Linked DNA regions of Podarcis muralis: region 2 is linked to region 1. Evidence: chromatin contacts called from public Hi-C data. All regions are on one chromosome and are shown on one strand. Each heading gives the region's core, a stretch centred on a gene start, on an enhancer-like site or on the middle of the called end of the contact. The rest is flanking DNA. Distances are from core to core; before and after follow the strand shown.

The links. Hi-C and Micro-C count contacts between places; a contact is called where the count stands out from the background.
Region 2: a contact with region 1 is called in a Hi-C map of blood, with 2.6 times the contacts expected there. The contact joins the promoter of EFCAB11 here to the promoter of PSMC1 in region 1. A contact is called at or near these places in 2 of 3 Hi-C or Micro-C datasets (blood and tail).

What each region holds. Positions count from the first base shown.
Region 1 is chr1:23,661,225-23,667,991 of rPodMur119.hap1.1, forward strand. PSMC1 (proteasome 26S subunit, ATPase 1) reads right to left here and starts at 3,610. Exons shown (of 11, transcript XM_028717789.2): 1 at 3,511-3,610; 2 at 1,169-1,222; 3 at 99-195. The coding sequence starts at 3,513.
Region 2 is chr1:23,796,848-23,803,614 of rPodMur119.hap1.1, forward strand. EFCAB11 (EF-hand calcium binding domain 11) reads left to right here and starts at 3,722. Exons shown (of 5, transcript XM_028717855.2): 1 at 3,722-3,881. The coding sequence starts at 3,810. TDP1 (tyrosyl-DNA phosphodiesterase 1) reads right to left here and starts at 3,582. Exons shown (of 15, transcript XM_028717814.2): 1 at 2,458-3,582; 2 at 1,304-1,347; 3 at 471-526. The coding sequence starts at 2,995.

The DNA of each region.
Region 1 (6,767 bases), core at 2,360-4,859:
AAGCACAGGGGCCCAAGCCTGAACTGGGGCTCTTCTATATGTAACACGTACTCTGTGATGGTCCTGTCCTGAAATGTGCACAAACCAGCTGTGCTTACCCAGTGGGAGTTTGCTGGCAGCATCTGGTCCCTTTGTCTTCTTCTTCTTTTTCCCCACTCGAGTTGGAACTGGAGGCTCATATTTCTTCTTCTTATCCTTTTTTATTTCAAGAATCAGGTAGAAAGAGTCAGAATGATGAAAGAATTGACCCCAATGAAACCTGTGCAAGAGTTAGCACTGCAGTGTGAAGAAATATGATTGCTGACCAGGGATGGAGACCCATGGTCCTTCAGATATTGTTGAACTACTGCTGCTTTCAAAATCTTTGCCCACTATTCATGCTGGATAGGGCTGATGAGAGTTGGAGTGCCACAGGTTTCCGACCCCTGGCCTAGACCAGTACAAGGAGAAACACTGAATCAACTCCAACCCGCAACTCTTACCTAAAATCTGGGAAGCAAGTTATTAATACAGAGCTCTCTGATCAATAAACTACAACCACAGGTTCCTGACTGTGTCCTAAGTGACCTCCAAAGCTCCACTATATACAACTTCAAGCCCAGCAAACAGGCTGAGATAACACATCCTCCTCCATGCTGCTGTGATTCTTGGCAACTGGAGCTAATGCTTCACATCTTACTATGTATGGCCTTAGAAATCAAGATCCAAGTGGCTGGAGAAACATAGTGTGCCTCCGAAACAAATCAGCGCATACAATGCTCACAATTTGTCCAAGAGGACTGCTACTGAGTTGGCTCCAAACAACAGAAGGCACAAAATGAGATGTATTAGTTATGCGGTTGGTAAGATTACTTAAATGCTGCTATGGAAAGGACAGAGGAAGTTTATGTTGGTGAAAAACGTGTGTTTGAAAGTTTCTGATTACAAACTCTTGATAATCACGGTAGTACTAACGGATTCTAGATTATTAAATTCAGTATTTTCCTGTGTGTCAATGTAACACAATGGCGACTGATAATGTTTTATGATTAAGTACAAATTCAATTACACAATGATACACCCGAGGAAATGCTGCCCAATTAGCACAGAACAGATTTTCTAAACAAAATTGTATTGCTGCATTTCTTAAGGAATTACATCTGATAAAAACATTTTTACATTTTCTTACTTTGTCATCCTTCTTGCCACCTCCAGGACCATGTCCACCACTCTGACTTTGACCCTAATAATGGGAACAAACAGAAGATCAAAAGGCATACTAAAAGTCAGTCTACTTCACATTCTTGAAATATATAGGAACCTCCCCCTCCCCCCCCTTACACACATCCCACTCATGCAGAATCACATTTACGTGAGTCGTCGCATCGTAAACAAATAATTGCCCTTCCCTCGACCAGTGGCGCAGGAGGCACTTTCTCCTTGCCTCTGCCATCCTGGCACCAGTTCTGCTGGGCACACACTAGCTCACCTCAGGCAGGCAGGCAGGCTCACCTCAGGCAGGCAGGCAGGCCAGGTAGTGGCCCGAGCAATTTCCAGGGTGAATCTGTCTCTCTCCTCTCTGTGCACTCTCCCTATTAAAATGGGGGTTCTCACCACATTACATGATTTCATTTATGTACACAGGGGCCCGGAACATGAGTTGGGGGGGGGGGGACCTGTACTAAACATATTGATATTCAAATATTTACACCATGAACCAAGTCCCATTCTACCACCCAAGTAAGGTTGTAATCCTATCCGCACATTTGAGGGAGCAAGTCTCAATGAATTCAGCAGAAATGACTTTTGAGATATTTAGGATCATACTGCATGCATGTTTAGGGCTGCAGCTTAAGATGTGCAAAACAGGTGTAAACTTCCAGCATCTTAATGAAACTGGAAGTACAGACTACGATCTGCCACACTGGAAAAGAATATAACTTTTAGTTTCAACAAAAATTCTTCACAGTGAAGTGCTTTTAAACAGCAGTAGTTTAAAACCAAACTGACAAAAAAATTCTCATTTGTGTTTGGAGAGCTAATCACACTAGCATAGTGATGTGCAGTCCAATCCTACGAATGTTTATTTGGAAGCTTTATAATGTCCGGTGGGGTTGCTTCCAGGTAAGCATGTATACAACTGCACTAAGGGCCAAAAGCAGGATGTCCTCAATTCAAATCACTCCACTACATAACTAAGTAAATGGGCTTTCACTACAACTAGGGCAGCTTACGATAAAAGCAATGCGACTGCCCTGCACAACCAACCTGCCAATGAGAAGCTTTGTGGGCTTTTATAAGTTAAAAGCTACTGCTGCGTTTTTTATTTTATTTTTTAGATCTGCCAAGTGGTTAAAGAGTTTTACCCTTTGACTCAACGGTCTCTTGGAATCACAGCTTTACTGGGGTAAACAGGACACAAAAACCTCCGTAAACAAACAATTCACACACAGAGACCTGTATGTGTGAGCCGCGATTCACACACAGAGACCTATACATGTGAGGCATGAATACAGTGGATGCTCGGGTTGCGAACATGATACGTACGGGAAGCACATCTGCAACCCGCAGCGTCCGCAAACAGCAGCGCTGTGTCTGCACACATGCGGATCACGATTCTGCACTTCTGCGCATGCACCGAAACCCAGCCGTAACCCATTCCGGTACTTCCAGGTTCGGCGCGGTGCACAACCCGAAGTGTCTGTAACCTGAGGTATGGCTGTATATTTGTGTGCATAAGGCACATGAGTTACACAAACAAAAACAATTATTATTATTTCATTGTTTGTACCCTCCCACCTGACAGGATTGACCTAGCCACTCTGGGGCACAAAAGTCTGTGCAGTACAGTGGTACCTCTGGTTACGTACTTAATTCGTTCCGGAGGTCCGTTCTTAACCTGAAGCACCACTTTAGCTAATGGGGCCTCCTGCTGCCGTCACATGATTTCTGTTCTCACCCTGAAGCAAAGTTCTTAACCCGAGGTACTATTTCTGGGTTAGCGGAGTCTGTAACCTGAAGCGTATGTAACCCGAGGTACCGCTGTATTGTACAGATAGACGGGCAGGTGTTTGTGTGTGTGTTTCCCACACCAGAGGCTGACATTGGCAGATGCGACTAGTGGCCACATAAGTCTCACTTTAGGCGTCACCACAACCGACGAGCGCCAAGGCCGTCACAACCTAACTCTTGACAGCGAGCTCCCAGAAGGGGCCCGGATTCCTCCGCGACCACCTTCGCCGCCGCAATGGGCCCTCGAGGCCTTTAGCCCCGCTCTTCCTTGCTCTCTGGTCCCCCCCCCCCCCGCCCCGTCTCCATCGCACGCCATCCACCCCGCCTCGGGTAGGGGGCGGGCCATGACACCGCATTAAATCTGCGAAGCCCACGCAGAGAGACGGAAGCGGCAGGATCCTGGTCCACCTCTCCCTCCTCCTCCTCCTCGCCACCTCTCGGTTTCTCCAGGCGAGGCCCAGCTGCGGCGCCCGCAGACCGAAAAACCCCGGAATCACCGGCCTCCCCAACCCGACTCACCATTCTGCTCACTCACAGCCGGCCGCCGGAAACTGAGCGGACCCTTGAAGCGGCGGAAGCGGAAGCGGGCTCGCTACGGGCCCCCGCGAGGACCAAAAAGCATGCGCGAAGCAAGAGCGACGCCGATAGGGGGCGGAGCCAAGGATTGGCAGGAGCCTATCAAAAAGAAGACTCCGGGAAAAGGACGCCCGCTTGTTTCTATGGGAACGGGAGAAAGGGCGCCGTCGTAGATGTTTTGATTCCCTGGGGGTGGAGGGCGGGTTGTGTGTGTTGCCGTGTGCCCCCAAAGAGGGTATATTTAGAAAAGAAAAGAAAAATGCTTTAAATGAGTTGATCTTGGAAGGGACAGGAAACGTTTTGGAAGAGAGGTGTTGCAATGGAAAAGCTCTTGGCGTTGGTTTGGGAAGAGAAAGGGAATTAACATTTTGATAAATAAAGGATCGACGCGTGCTGATTTATGTGCAAAAGCTCTGTTGTTTCGGTTTTTTAAAAAAAGGATTTATGTTAAGTGCATGTTCATATTAAACGTCCTGCTGATGATCTGAAGAAAAATGTGTGCGTGCTGCTGCCAGCACAGTTGAAGGCGATATGATTGGAACATGCAATAGTTTTTTCTGATGCAAAGACAGGACTAGCCTCAGATCTGAGTCGCTTTCCACGGCCCTGGAGCGAAGTGATCTCTGGTGGGTCCCCTCCTGCATTGGTGCCCACCACAGGGTGGGTGTGGAAAACACACACACACACACACACACACACACAGAGAGAGAGAGAGAGAGAGAGAGAGAGAGAGAGAGAGAGAGAGTTTTAATTACATAAAATGCCTCATCTCGGAGCAAAACTATATTAGGGGAAACTTGATAATTAAAATGGTGAATAATTTGCAGATATTATCTGCAGATATACAAGTAGGTTTAGAATTCTGTTAGACAGAGCTTTGAGGTTAAGGATAGGAGAAGCAAAGGGAACACTATGCTTTCCTCCTCCTTTCCCTGAGCGTGACCCATACACCCACCCCCAATCCAGGGGATCGAATAAATCCCTAGAACAGCAGGTATGCGAGGTGCATGGGGAGAGGAAAGATGGAGAACAGTTGCACAAGCAGAAGTCTTTGCACTGATGAAATCTTTGCCTTAGTGCTATGTTAGTCACCAAGGGACTCTAAAATTAATTATACTCCCGGTGGAGTAAGGACTTCCTGATGTTGCCGGAGAGAAATAATTTGTCAAGCTTACTAAAATGTGTGTCCTTTAGCCTTCTGTGACACCGATGTGGATTCATACATTATAATATTTAATTCCTATTAGTTTTCTCTATTGCCTAGTTTTCTTAGTTGCTACTTAATTAAACCATTATTTTTCTTTTTAAGATTTATACTTTGTTTACCACAACTTGTCTTCCTAGGTTCTTCTTACAGTCTCCCATGGAATTTAAGGAGAAAATAATAATAGTAATTTTATTATTTGTATATATGAAGAACAAGCCTTTTTTGTCTGCTTTAAACCATGGGTAGGCAAACTAAGGCCCGGGGCTGGATCCGACCCAATCACCTTCTAAATCCGGCTCCCGTACGGTCTGGGAATCAGTGTGTTTTTACATGAGTAGAATGTGTGCTTTTATTTAAAATGCACCTCTGGGTTATTTGTGGGGCATAGGAATTGGTTCATTATTATTTTTTCAAAATATAGTCCGACCCCCCACAAGGTCTGAGGGACACCGGACCAGCCCCCTGCTGAAAAAGTTTGCTGACCCCTGATCTAAACTCTCTGTACTTGCAATACTACAAACTGCTTTCAAAAATGTAGGAGGAGAAAAAAATAAGCCAGCAGAGGGCTCTGCATAACTAAATTTCATAAAGTTGATACATTGCAAGCAGAGGCCAAATTCAGGATGGATTTTCACCAACCCAGTGCTTCCTCCCCCTAAAAAAATGTTTAGGGGTACTCTCACTTTCCTACTCATATTGAAATACTGCCCCTCAATGAGGCCAAACTTAGATTCACAAAATGTTTAGGGGTATGAGTACCCCTGCGTCCCCCCCAGAAAAAAGCACTGCACAAACCTATTGATTGGCTGCATTGCCACAGTAGTTAATAAAGATCACTCCTGCTTCGCTCTGTTGTAACCCAAGAAATATTATGCCTCTGCCACAAATGTTATGTAAGTAGGAGGATTTGTGCCTTTCATGATATGTCAGAATGGCCTCAGACTAGTTTAGTCAAGAAACTAAACTCTACCAATATTACATAAATGGGTACTCAGGACTTGCTCACACCCCTATTTTGATGGAGATAAGCATGATCTGCAGCCTGATTCTATGAATTTACTTGGAAGTATTTATATGGTGCCATCAGTGTACAACTTTCTACCTGGCGTAGCTGATTAATAAAGGATAGCAAATGTAAACTGCGAGGCTAAAGGTAAAGGTAAAGGTACCCCTGCCCGTACGGGCCAGTCTTGACAGACTCTAGGGTTGTGCGCTCATCTCACTCTATAGGCCGGGAGCCAGCGCTGTCCGCAGACACTTCCGGGTCACGTGGCCAGCGTGACAAGCTGCATCTGGTGAGCCAGCGCAGCACACGGAACGCCGTTTACCTTCCCGCTGGTAAGCGGTCCCTATTTATCTACTTGCACCTGAGGGTGCTTTCGAACTGCTAGGTTGGCAGGCGCTGGGACCGAGCGACGGGAGCACACCCCGCCGCGGGGATTCAAACCGCCGACCTTTCGATCGGCAAGTCCTAGTCACTGAGGCTTTAACCCACAGCGCCACCCGCGTCCCTAAACTGCGAGGCTACAATTCCATAAAATCATGGAATTATAAAGTTGGAATGAACTTGAAAGTCATCTAATCCAACTGCCTGCAACGTGCTGGATCTGCAATGTCAGATGCATCTGCATTATCCCTTGCAGATGGCTGTCCAATCTTTGGTTAAATGTCACTCCAAAGAGAGCCTCCCAAGGCAATTACTTCCATTGTTGGGCAGCTCTTACCATTAGGAAGACATACCACTTTAAAAGAATATTTTGTTCCCTCTAGAAATTGGTCCTTGTGTGTAACTTCATTCAGTATCTCTAAAGTGCACCTGTACTGAAGCTTTGCACTTACACCCTGACATTCCTGCTTCTTGTGAACATCCAAATCTCTTCCGAAGGAGAGTTATCAGGGCAATTATGCTAAAGCTCTGGGGACAGCTACACATGCCCACACACAACCATTTGCATTTAGAGCACATGCTAGAGAAGTTGTATTTTGCCTTTTC
Region 2 (6,767 bases), core at 2,472-4,971, 140 kb after region 1:
CACAACAAGTTTGAAACAGATATGCAAACCATGGTTGCAAGACAGCCCAGTTTGCACTGTTCCAGACATAAAACAATGCTGCAGTTAAGAACGTTAAAGGCTTGCAGAGTCAGTCCAAAAAAATAATGAAGACAATACCCCACTATTATTCCCCAACAACTTATATTCAGTGGTATATTGCCTCTGAACATGGAGACTCCATTACTCATCACTGATAAATTTATGGAGATGAAATATCTAAAAACCAACATCACATCATTGCAATAAATTTAATCTCACAAGAAGTATGTAACCTAGACCATTTTTATGTTGATTCAATTGAACCTTAAGAAAAGTTCATCATCTTGTCAACTGCCCTGAGACCTTTGGATGAAGGGCGGTATGTAAATGTAATTAATAAATAAATAAATACAGTAATGTGAAGAAGAAGAAAAGCACTACAAGAGGGAGCTCCTCTCAAAGAAGCATACCTGAATTCCTTTGGATACTGTTTGACAAGCCACTCCACATCTATACAATAGTTAAACTTTGTCATGAAGAGAAAAAGAAGGAATAGTTAGAACCTGTGTGCTACCTTTCCCCATAGTAACACTTACTGAAAGTTTAGAGCAGCCTCGTCCCACCTTGGATTCCCCAGATGTTGTAGCTCAACTTGTGGAGACTCAAGGTTGGGGAAGTTGGTTTAGGGAGATTTTTATTTCCTAAGTATAGGAGTCATTATACACGCTAAGCAAGAAAATGCTTACCCATGTAACTAGCACCTTTAAAATGCAGGACATGCTTAAGTAAGGTTTTTACTGCTGCACATTAATTAGGTTTCATCTGCCACACAATGTATGAATATAGGCTATCTCATTTATTTTCAAGGCATATGCAGCATTAGCAAAATTATCAATCCAACACAGCAAAAAATTATCGAACTAAATGCATAAAAAAGTGCAAAGAGGAAAATAAAAATTGAAACCTGTTCCCAAATATTAAGACAAATCATGTTCAGCAGAAAGCTATGATGGTGTGAAACCTTTATTAGGACCAGTTAAAATGTCACTAAAGTCAACAAGCTTTAAAGTTCACTACACCCATTCCTCTGAAAAACTTGCTTGATGCTTTTTGACATTTTAGTTGGTTCTAATAATGGTATTTCCTGAGATGGGGTTTGATTCCCCCCCCCCCCAAATGGGCAAACGAGCTGACCAAAAAGTTATGTGCATCTTCAGAAAACTCCTTTAAATGCCCTTGCAAATCCTATGGGTAAGGGAACTGCATTATGTTTTAAAATAGCAACATGAATGTATAAAGTTACCTGAGCAGAAGATACAAGAGTCCCAAAGAGGGGAGACAAAATATCTGCCATAAAAATTTAAAGTTTTGTAAATAAGCATTTCTACTGAAATAAACATCAGCAAATTTGTTTTAACAACATTAACCATAAGTGAAATTCAGGGTTGAGACATGTAACTGAAAACAAGCCTACCTCACAAAAGTGTAAACTATTTGTTCTTTAACAAGCTGCACACTGTGTCAACATATTCATCAAATTCTACCACTATCCCATACGTTCAGGACCTAAGTGTTTATGCGGAGTTAGGATTTTTTGTCCCACTTACAATGGGACACTTACATTTGCCATTTTACATCCCACTTACATTTGTCATTTAGACCCTACTGGGTGTAAGTGTCATTTTAATCTCTGGTCACATATTTTGAAGAGATGCTTTTCAGAGCTTTTCACCATACCTTTCTATTCTTACCATTCTGAATCATTTGGTGTTGTCAGAAAACCAGGCAACCTCAGGATCACCCCCAGCTACAGGACATTCATGAACAAAGTTAAAAGCAGAGATCCCAATACTAATACTCAGGTGATCCCGTTTCACAGATCCCTCCATTATGAGAACTGTCAATTTATTATCTCCGTCCTCTTCTGTAACCAGTTAGTGATTCCTAAGAGGACATGTCCTCTTATCACCAAACTACTAAGCTTATTCAGGAGTCTTTGGTCAGAGACTTTATTGAATAAAAATACCTGCTAGAGCTTTAAAGGTAAAGGGACCCCTGACCGTTAGGTCCAGTCACGGACGACTCTGGGGTTGCGGCGCTCATCTCGCTTTATTGGCCGAGGAAGCCAGCGTACAGCTGGTCAACATGATCTTCTGATCAGCAAGCCCTAGGCTCAGTGCTTTAGACCACAGCGCCACCCACTGTTTAATATCACCTAAAATGCTATGCTTTTCAACTGAAACCACTGCTAGTCAGCAAAGATAAGTAAATCAAGTGGTGTGCATGTGTGTGAACCCCAAGCTAGTTTTCTGACCACTGCAATCTTTCATTTGTTTCACACATTACACTGCAATGCCTCTATATACCATCTGCAGTAGCATTTATACCATCTCTTAGAAAAAGCTAACACCCAAAATGTGTATGCATTTATCCCCATTCCAGCATGCCATTACTTACCTTTTATGTGTAGGGATCCAGAATTGTACTTTGCCTTAATTCCTTTGACTTTAGTGAGGAAGAATCTGAAAGGGTTTCGTCCATTTAATAGATCCCAAGCATCTTGTACTCTGTCAGATGGCTCTGTCGTTTCGTAGCTTGGTGGAAGTTTATGGTTTGATAGGATCCCCTTAGGAGCACAATGTTCTTCCTGCCCGACTCCAGCTGCTGCACCTCCTTTCCCCCTTCGCTCTTTCGGATCGTCTTCATCATCATCATCACTACTAGAAAGGCACCAACCTAAACCTTCTTGAGAGGGCTTCTGTTTCTGAGCCGGGGCCACTTCCTGCGGAAAGCTCCCATCGCTATGTTCCAGGGGAGATGCTTTTCTTTTGTGAGCAGCTTTCCTGGCCTCTGAGCAAGGGTAACGGGGACCCTTCGCTTGCCCAGTTTGCTGCAGCAAAGAGGTGGACGGCATCTGGCTGTTCGTTTGTTCCCCTGCACTCTCATCATCGCTACTAGACACTGTCCATTTCCCATGCTCACTTCCCTGAGACATGATATTGTGCCAGGAGGATCAGGGTGGGTGGGGTGGGGAGCAGAGGTGATAACTAGGAGGAGCTCAGGGGTTACTATGCCCACCTCCTCATCACAACCCCTTTCACCTTTTCCGTTGTTTTCGCTTTTTCACACGTTCTCCTCCACAGCCCACACTCTCTTCCCTTCAGACCAGTGAGCCTCCAGGTCGGAACCTGCTTTTTCTTCCTATACCTTAAAGGGCCAGTTAGCCACGGGTGACCTTTCAAAAATACCTTTTTTAAAGGGCTGCCCCGGGTGAAGCTGGCACGTTCACCTACTGGGCGGCTAAAAAAGGGCTAAACTCAAATGCCTATTTTTTTATTTTATTTTCAGAGCGGCTGACATAAGAAACACGGCAGAGGAAGAGTTTGGGTCGCTTCTTGCAACCGAAAGCGGACGGTGTCCTGGCAGGAGCCCTGCAGAACTACCCCTTTGCGGAGGCCGCCATTCCCTCAGGAAGCAAAGAAACAGGGAAAGAAGCTCCTCAAAAGCAACCGGGGCTTTTGAGCCAAGCGCGTTCAGCGCAGCGTGGAGGAACCAGAACCGCCACGGGCGGCCCTATTATAGAACGAGCTTCCGGTTCCGGGAGAGTAACCGCCCGCCTCGAAACCATATGACAGACGCCTCACCCAATCAGACGATTCCCTCGGCCCAGGAGGGAGAGAGAGTGGGTGGGGACAATAGCGGCTTTCCCGCCTCGCGCTTCCAGCCAATGAGGGGCGGTGTTGGGGTTGCTAAGGAGAGCGGTTGGGTTGCCATGGGAAGCTTGGCGCCGGTTTGAGGCAACGTCTGCGATGTGCGCTTGGCGGGGAGAGGCAGGGAGCGGATTAAGTGGTGAGGAGAGTCGCAGGAAGCGGTGGGTTAAAGTAGGTAACGAGGTGTGGGGTGTGTGTGTTTGTGTTGGGTGTTCTTTAGTTGCATTTGTGTTCCGCTTTTCCTCCGCTCTCTTTCGTCCTCACAACAGCCCTGTGAGGTGGGCCAGGGAGTGACTGGCCCGAGACCATCCCAGGCAGCTTAGTGGTGATTTGGACCTGGGTCTCCTCAATATGTACTCCTAAACATTTCATCATAGATGCTGGAAATCCTCGGTATTCGGATGTCTGGCCTTTGCTTGAAGGTCAGTAGCGACCCCCCCAACACAACCCCCCCCCCCCAACATTTACAACGACAACAACAAAACAATTTATTTATACCCCGCCCCTCTGGCTGGGTTTCCCCAGCCACTCTGGGCAGCTCCCAACAGAATATTTAAAACACAATAAAACATCGAACATTAAAAACGTCCCTAAACAGGGCTGCATTTAAGTTCCTCTAATGTTCAATCAAAATACACCTTATTTCATTGTAAACACATTAGGTATAGGCCTGCCATCTAAGGCAGAAAAGATAAAGGCTTTGCTCTCTTCTAAAGCAACAGCCCTTCATTAGAAGATATTTGAGGTGTGCTATAATCCCACCTCAACGAACGCTGGTGGCGCTGTGGTCTAAACCACTGAGCCTAGGGCTTGCTGAGCAAGTCAAAGTGCAAGTAGGTAAATAGGTACTGCTCCGGTGGGAAGGTAAATGGCGTTTCCAAACATCAGCTCCCTTGGCCAGTAAACCGAGATGAGCGCCGCAACCCCAGAGTTGTTCGTGACTGGACTTAACTGTCAGGGGTCCTTTACCTTTTTATAATCCCACCTCAGTCTTTTTCCTTCTTCAGGGTACGCTTGTTCAACGTTTCCTCATAAGGACTTCGTTTCCTGTACTTCTGTCCCCTTCCAGTTGGTCCACATCCTCCTTAAAGTGAGGAGTCCCATACCTGGACACGTTACTCCAGATGAATCTAACAAGGAATTGTTACTTCCCATGACTTGGAAACTATCAAGAGGCTTGGGTGCTTGTAGGCTGCACTCTGGGCTAGACCAGAGGCGAAACAAGGCTTCATTCACCCAGGTCAAAGACTCAGTTTGGCACACACAGAAACCCCACACATTGGGAACCTTAGTTGTGTCCCTCTGGAGGCTTCACCTGGAGCAGAAAACCTGGCTAGTCCCTCCATAGCTAGCCAAATAATTAGACACTAGCCAAATTATCTGCAGCGTGTTGGTGAAAGGTATCTGCATTTCCAAAAGTATTAATTCCACAGTTCACATCACAGGAACACTTGCCCTGATATATCAGAATTAATTATAAATACTTAAGGTAAACATGCACATGTTTGCAGACCTAAATATCTTGAAGGAGAAGCCCTATTCTATTCAAAGGGAGTACAAGTGGTGTTCTACAATTACTGACCTTCCCTTAAATTGATTTATTCACATGTTTAATGTGTGCTTCACTTAAGGATAGAGACAGACCTGGATAACAGCTGTGTTTTGTATTTTGTACTTCCAGAGACTTGGAATCAGCCATATTCCTCCTTGGGACGCGGGTGGCGCTGTGGGTAAAAGCCTCAGTGCCTAGGGCTTGCCGATCGAAAGGTCGGCGGTTCGAATCCACGTGGCGGGGTGCGCTCCCGTCTTTCGGTCCCAGCGCCTGCCAACCTAGCAGTTCGAAAGCACCCCCGGGTGCAAGTAGATAAATAGGGACCGCTTACTAGCGGGAAGGTAAACGGCGTTTCCGTGTGCTGCTCTGGCTCACCAGATGCAGCTTGTCACACTGGCCACGTGACCCGGAAGTGTCTCCGGACAGCGCTGGCCCCCGGCCTATAGAGTGAGATGGGCGCACAACCCCAGAGTCTGTCAAGACTGGCCCGTATGGGCAGGGGTACCTTTACCTTTTACCTTTATATTCCTCCTTACCTGTTGTCTACTGTAGCACTTATCAGAGCCTCATTTGAATATCTACTCCCCCACCAATACTCCATCTTTGTACTCTTACCAGATGCAAAATTCACCACCAGCCAGTTCCACCCCACCCCATCCCCTCACACTTTGTTTACCGTCTGTAGCCTGATGAAGAATTATTGAAGTTTGCACACTGTTATTATTGTTACACTGATTGGATAGTGTTCTCGAAGCTACAAACATGAGTCTGACCAAACTGCGGGAGGTAGTGGAAGATAGGAGTGCCTGGCGTGCTCTGGTCCATGGGGTCACGAAGAGTCGGACACGACTAAACGACTAAACAACAACAACAAGCCAGGCTGTGTGAGTGAGAAAGTTGGTTAGAGTATACTGCTGATAACGCCAAGGCTGTAGGTTTGGTCCCTGTTAGGGTCAGCTGCATATTCCTGCATTGCAGAGGATTGGACAAGATGATCCTTAGGGTCCCTTCCAAATCTGTGATTCTATAATCAGTATGGTGATGGCCTTTTAATGGCAAACTCCCGTGGGGAATTTCACAAAACAAAAAAGAATAAGCAGAGCCCCTTGGAGGATTAGCAGATCATTGGATCCTGTATATTCAAAGCCACTGGTGCCCCACCAGCAGAACAACAATTTGGGGGCTTTTTGTTTGTTAGCACCAGCAGAACTGCTGGTAATACCTTACTGCTCACCTGGACCCAGCTGCTACCTACAATGAAGAGAGATCTATGGCTGCCACCATCAACATTGGGATTAAAAATAGGATTCCATTCCTATTATGAATTTTTTTTAACTGTGGAGTAATCCTATGCACGTTTACTCAGAGATAACACCTACTGTGTTCAGTTGGGCTTTACTCCTAATAAGTATGTTTAGGATTACAGAATTGAACACATTATCATACTCTAGGAAGAGATATTTGTCCCTCCACCTTAAAAAAAATGCTGTGCCAAGAAATATGGC